Linked DNA regions of Mus musculus: region 2 is linked to region 1. The links are chromatin contacts, called in public HiChIP or PLAC-seq maps. All regions are on one chromosome and are shown on one strand. Each heading gives the region's core, a stretch centred on a gene start, on an enhancer-like site or on the middle of the called end of the contact. The rest is flanking DNA. Distances are from core to core; before and after follow the strand shown.

What was found. HiChIP or PLAC-seq counts read pairs in DNA pulled down with a chosen protein or histone mark.
Region 2: a contact with region 1 is called in an H3K4me3 HiChIP or PLAC-seq map of forebrain, with 3 times the contacts expected there. The contact joins two enhancer-like sites. A contact is called at or near these places in 17 of 484 Hi-C or Micro-C datasets (the 3T3-L1 cell line, LSK cells, bone marrow-derived macrophages and 11 more) and 10 of 115 datasets of contacts at active chromatin or transcription factors (VIP interneurons, acute myeloid leukemia, bone marrow-derived dendritic cells and 7 more).

The regions. Positions count from the first base shown.
Region 1 is chr16:77,235,795-77,238,494 of GRCm38.p6, forward strand. No RefSeq gene overlaps it. Among named protein-coding and RNA genes, the nearest start is that of Gm31258, 66 kb to the right of the region's middle. Within about 2 kb of position 1,312, at least 101 of the 459 cell types and tissues checked have an H3K27ac peak or open chromatin away from gene starts, as enhancers often do. A contact at or near this core is called in VIP interneurons and forebrain, where this site is marked.
Region 2 is chr16:77,442,874-77,445,697 of GRCm38.p6, forward strand. The region is part of intron 2 of Mir99ahg (Mir99a and Mirlet7c-1 host gene (non-protein coding)); the gene reads left to right. Among named protein-coding and RNA genes, the nearest start is that of 9430053O09Rik, 24 kb to the left of the region's middle. Within about 2 kb of position 1,353, at least 27 of the 459 cell types and tissues checked have an H3K27ac peak or open chromatin away from gene starts, as enhancers often do. A contact at or near this core is called in VIP interneurons and forebrain, where this site is marked.

The DNA.
Region 1 (2,700 bases), core at 62-2,561:
TAAATAACTAGACTAATGTTTAAATCATGCACACACAACACACACACACACACACACACACACACACACACACACACACACACCACATACTTTTCCTTTGAAGCAGAAAATGATGTCTATATTCACCCAAGTGTTGTGGAGGAAGCATTAAGCTTTGGGAAGGAAATAATCGGTGGATTTTTATTCCTGAAGTAAGCAAGCATGTTCGTGCATATTCTTTCTGCATACATGCCTATGCGTCACTCAGTGCAAGCGGTGCCCCTGCAGCTTTTGCGCAGTAATTAGATTGGTGTAATCACAGTGGAATGAAGACAGCCACACTGATAATTTCACAGTGAATATTAAAGACATATGTGCCTTCCAGTGTACAATAAATGAACCTGAACTGCTGTCAGGGTCTAGGAGGACAGTGTGGCCAATGCACCTATTGTGTCCCTGCTGCAGAAAGGAGCCTGCCGATTGGCTACTGTCTGCAGCACATAGCACTGGCTTGTTATAAAGGACTTGTCTAGGGGAGAGCCTGTAGGTACTCCATTGTCTGGTAAAGTTCATATGACTGCATTATTTTGCAAGGGGGGTGGTGGAGGTGGTGGTGGAGGGAGAGCTTAGAGGGGGTATCAGCTCAACTGTAAAAGCTATACAGATTCTCTCTCTCTCTCTCTCTCTCTCTCTCTCTCTCTCTCTCTCTCTCTCTCTCTCTGTCCTTCCTCTCTCTCTCTCTCCCCCTCTCCCTCTCTCCCTCTCCATAGATCATCTCTGCTTCATGCCCTGTCTCATTTCGCATAGCTAAAAAAAAAAGAATGCTAATTAAGATCCCATGTCTTAACCTGAAAATAATGACTCGGCTGTAATTAGAAATCTGCTGAGAGTTTAAAATTCTAGTAGGGGACCAAAAGCATCAGTTATGGTGATTAGGAAGAAAATGAAGAAGTATGTTTCTGTAATCAAGGTAAACATGGGAAAAGGGGGATTCCCTCATCTTTTTTTTTTATCCAATTTTAACCAATAGTATTCTGCTGCAGATGAGAAGATACTGTGTTTCAAAAACGATTTTAACCATCAAATTGAAAGAACACAAATCAGTAGCAATAGAAGCCTTAATCCTCCTTAGGATGCAATTCAGATGAAAGACCTGCTTTTATTTTTCTTTTTTGTATGTGTGTGTTATAGACGGATCTGAGAACGCTGTCTGGGCTTCGTGCCAAGGGCTGGTATTCACACAGCAACGACGGCCTCACAGAAGAGCTGTGGGAAGCAGGAGGGCGAGCCTCTCTTAGGGTGCCACTACTATGGAGACACAGCTGGGCTGAACAAGATTTGCTTCAAACGACAACAAGAGAGACAGAAAGTATCTGATTCAACCGCTGCCCAAGCAGGCAGGCACCAGAAGAGCTAGCAGCCAATCCGGCCATGCTCGAAGCCAGTCCTGCAGCTCAGCCAATCAGTGACATCATTGGTGAGAAACTCATTTACATCATGCAGTAATGAACTTTGTTTAACATAGCCTTCCCCCTTTTCCTATTACCCTCCCCTCCCCCAGATTAGTCCTTCCATTAATTATTCTGGTGGCATAATTTAAATCGCTATGTGAAAATGTGGCTACATTCTTCCTGGTAGCTCTTACCCAGTCTCCAACTGATGTCTGCAGTAACAGAAGTGGTTCTAAGTACAATGCTATTTTGCTTGGTTGGGTCTTGCATATATTATCTTCTCCTTCTTAAAAAGAAAAAAAAAAACTCTCAGAAAAAAAATCCCAAACTTTTGTTTATTAGATGCCCCCTCTCAATGAAATACGTGTTTTCTCCAAGTTGCTGTACAATGTAATAGGGAATGGGGGGGGGGTATGCTGCCATGGACGTTGTGATTTTTTTTCCAAGCAATCTGCATCTTGGAGGTCCCTTTCACGTTTTTAGATTTTATGTTGTAGTGGCCATTTTACATACAGTGCTTTCTCCAAGAAAAAGCTCTATGTACATCTGTCAAATGGAGGAAAGTTCTCTCTTGTTTTATTCTGTCCTTCACTGCTCTCAGCCAACATGTCATCTTATTAATGAATAGAACTGAGGTCATTTCTGAACAAATCTCTCCCTTCCCATCGCAGCACAATGCACCTGATTTGCATCCATTTACTAGAAATACTGAATACAAGAACCAGCTTGAAAAGAAGTGCAGGGAACAGCTTACATATTATTTCAGAATATGACAGGGACATTTGTTTCTCAGGAGGCATAATATGTAACAGCTGCTTTAATGTTTCTCTGAAAATGCCTGCTCTCCATTTATAGTTCAATACCTCCAGTGAATTTATGGGATCATTATATAACCAGAGTTGAGCAAATGAAATCATAGTCACGAAGGAATTCATTTATCTACGGAAAGACATTTGGAAGTACAATGTTGTCTCGCACATTTGTGTTTTGTTGGTCAGGATAACACACTTTGTTCGATAGATGGCTTAAAAAGTCTGAAACATGTGGTCTGAGAAGATTTCTATTTGCTTTACAGATGCCCAAAGACTGAAACTGGGACAGACTTTAGTGTGATTTCTCTTAATTCATATATTCCATGCGTTGTTGCCATGAAAAGCATGTGGTTGTCTAGAACTGATAGCCAAAGTCCATTGTCTATTTTCTATTAAAGGAATGCTTTGGATATAATTATTCAAAGACATGGAATTTTAAAATACACCAACAAAGGTGT
Region 2 (2,824 bases), core at 103-2,602, 210 kb after region 1:
ACCAAACACATCATCCTTGAGAGCTAAATAAATAAAACAATAGTTTTTGGAAATGTAGAAATCATTGTCTTGGATAAGCCAAGGCAACCTCGGTTGGACTTCGTGCAAACCTTTTCAAGTTGGATTGGATTCAGTTTCCCAGTTCTCGCTATGGGGCTGTTGCTTTAGCATCCATCCCACTTCCCAACCATCTGTTTCTTCTGGGAATCAGTCTAGAGCAGGGCGCAGGGCAGCTTACAGCATGGTGAAGGTGTCAGGTACTTATGAGTAATTCCAGGTACCCACCATAAAAGGGAAGCACAAGGACAGAGTGTAAGCGTCTAGAAATGTGTATAAACCTCACTTGACTTTGTGATTTTGTACATATTGACTCGAATAATACACTATGGGTGTCTTCATATCTAATATCTATATATCTATATATCTATATATCTATATCTATATCTATCTGTCTATCTATATATATGTATATCTATATATTTGCTCTTTATATCTCGTTAGATATAAAAGTATCAGTAAATGACCACTCTGACAGAGTTAGGGGCGCCTCATGGTCAGAGGAGCATTGAGTTTGCACTTTCCAGTGTCGTATGGGTCATTACAGGGCAGATCTGATCAACATTAACATGTGTTTCTCAATTCCTGGAGCATCAAGAATGACAATGAGGTTGCATAATTATATCTGCAAAGGAACTTACAGTTTGATTAAGAAGCTTCTCTTCCCTTTCCTTGAGAAAATTGCTAAATATTCACGTGGAAACCCTCAGAATAGCAAGCAGACATATTTGAATGCTAACGAGGATATCAATAGAATTGAATTTGTAGGTGCTAGAATCCTACATCCTTTTATTCGAACTCGTGTGTTCCCTCCTACTGTTTAGCTTGATGGAGCATTTTCTTATGGTGCTCATAGAGAATTTATGAGGGAGATACCTAGTAAAAGACGAATTTGTCTATCCAGTATGATTTTCCATGAAAATTCTGAACACTTGCACTTAGAAATTGTGTATGTATACTCTCATAAAAAAGTGAAAGGTCTTAAATCCACAGTAATGAATTTCTTTCAATATTTATGCTGAGAGCCTACTTCTAATAAACAGCCATCTATTTTCAAGCTCTTACCAGAGAAAATAGCCTGTTCTCATAGTTAGGAGTAGGACATGCAAACAAGACTTTTTAACCTTGAAAGCCTCGCAAAGTGTGATTTGAACACGATGGCAATAAAAGAGTTTTAGTTAATTTATCTCTAAGGCATTGTTCCTTCTTTTAGAACCAGAGGTTCCTAAGACCTCACCCACACAAACTCATTGTTTCCCTGTGCTGGGGACAAGCAGGAACATGCTTTGTATTATTAAATTGTTGTTACTGCCCTCTAGTGGCAACAACTAATCCTTGTTCTTATTCCACCTCTGTCTGAGCCATGGAAATTCAGGACATAAAGAGCAAGCCAGAGCTTGTGTATCGCAGGGAGTTATATAGCAAACACAACCTCATATCGTCTAATTCAGGAGCCTGTTCAATGAATAATCTAAGTCCGTGTATGGAGACAAAGGGGTGGAGGTTTCATCCATGTATCTGATTGACACATCTTGTGAAGACGCACCAAATTCAAATATTACTTTTCAAAGGACACAGTTCTCTCTTCACATGCTTGAATGCAGGTGGTTTACCGTATGCTCAAAAAACTGACTCTCAAAGATTTAAGATAGTGTAGACCAGATGTGCTCAAAAGTTACAATGTATACTTTATGTTGGGGATCTATCCAGATTCGGGGCTGTAAGAGCTAGAATTCCTAACTCACTGATGGTGATGATCTCTGGCCGTTCACGGTCAGCAATAGTTTGACTAGCTAGAACCTTGGGTAGTTTATCAGAGAAATCTCAGAAATGAAGACCTCTCGCAGACTACTTTTTTTATTGTGCAATTAACTCATACTATGAGGAAGTACTCCTTTTAATTGGTAATATATATATGTTTACTCCCTACCTTGTATGCAACCTCAGGAGGAAACTAAGCAAACTGAAGCTTAGACATCATATCTTGTGTATACACGCGTAGAATCATTAGTACACTTGCACAGTCAGAGAAGTGTTCATGGTTCCTATAAGAAGTAAATGACCTGAAATAAAACATATTTATACGTTAAAAGAAAGTAATTACAGTTTTGCATTACATATAGGACATAGTGAGCACTAAATGTCAGCATTGCCAATAAGTATCGCAGAGTAAATTTATAGGCGCATATAAGCATGTGCTCTGGATTCCTTCAGTACAGAGACAATTTTGACATTTCCATAAAAGAAACTTAATATATGAACCCATGAAAGGTGTTACCTTGAGGTTTGACCGAAGGATAAAATAAATAGGAAGTCAGAGACTGATTCTGTAATAAAATTCAGTTGAGTGTGGGAAACATGAAGAATGATATTAAAGAAAAGCTGGGATTATTTACTTTTCTCTTTTACTACGGCCTTGAACCAAGAGCAGATGGGAAGGAAAATGTGTAGAGTTTAACATCCAATTCACATCATGCCACAGCACATATAAACCATATGAACATGAAAGGGCAAAGACCCTGGGTAAACTTAATAAGGTTTTGAGCATTCTGTGGAGGAAATGGACCATAAAATATCTATTGTTTCGCAAACAAATCATATTGCACATGCTTGCATTCTGTGATCATTGTGCCATCAATAACTTTATGTAGCTTGAAAGCTGTGTGGCGTCCATAGTTTGTGATGCATTATTAAAGTGAGAGATATATTCATACGTCTAAAGTTTTAACTAAAAGGAAAAGGTTGATGATGTAGTTGGAGGAAAAGG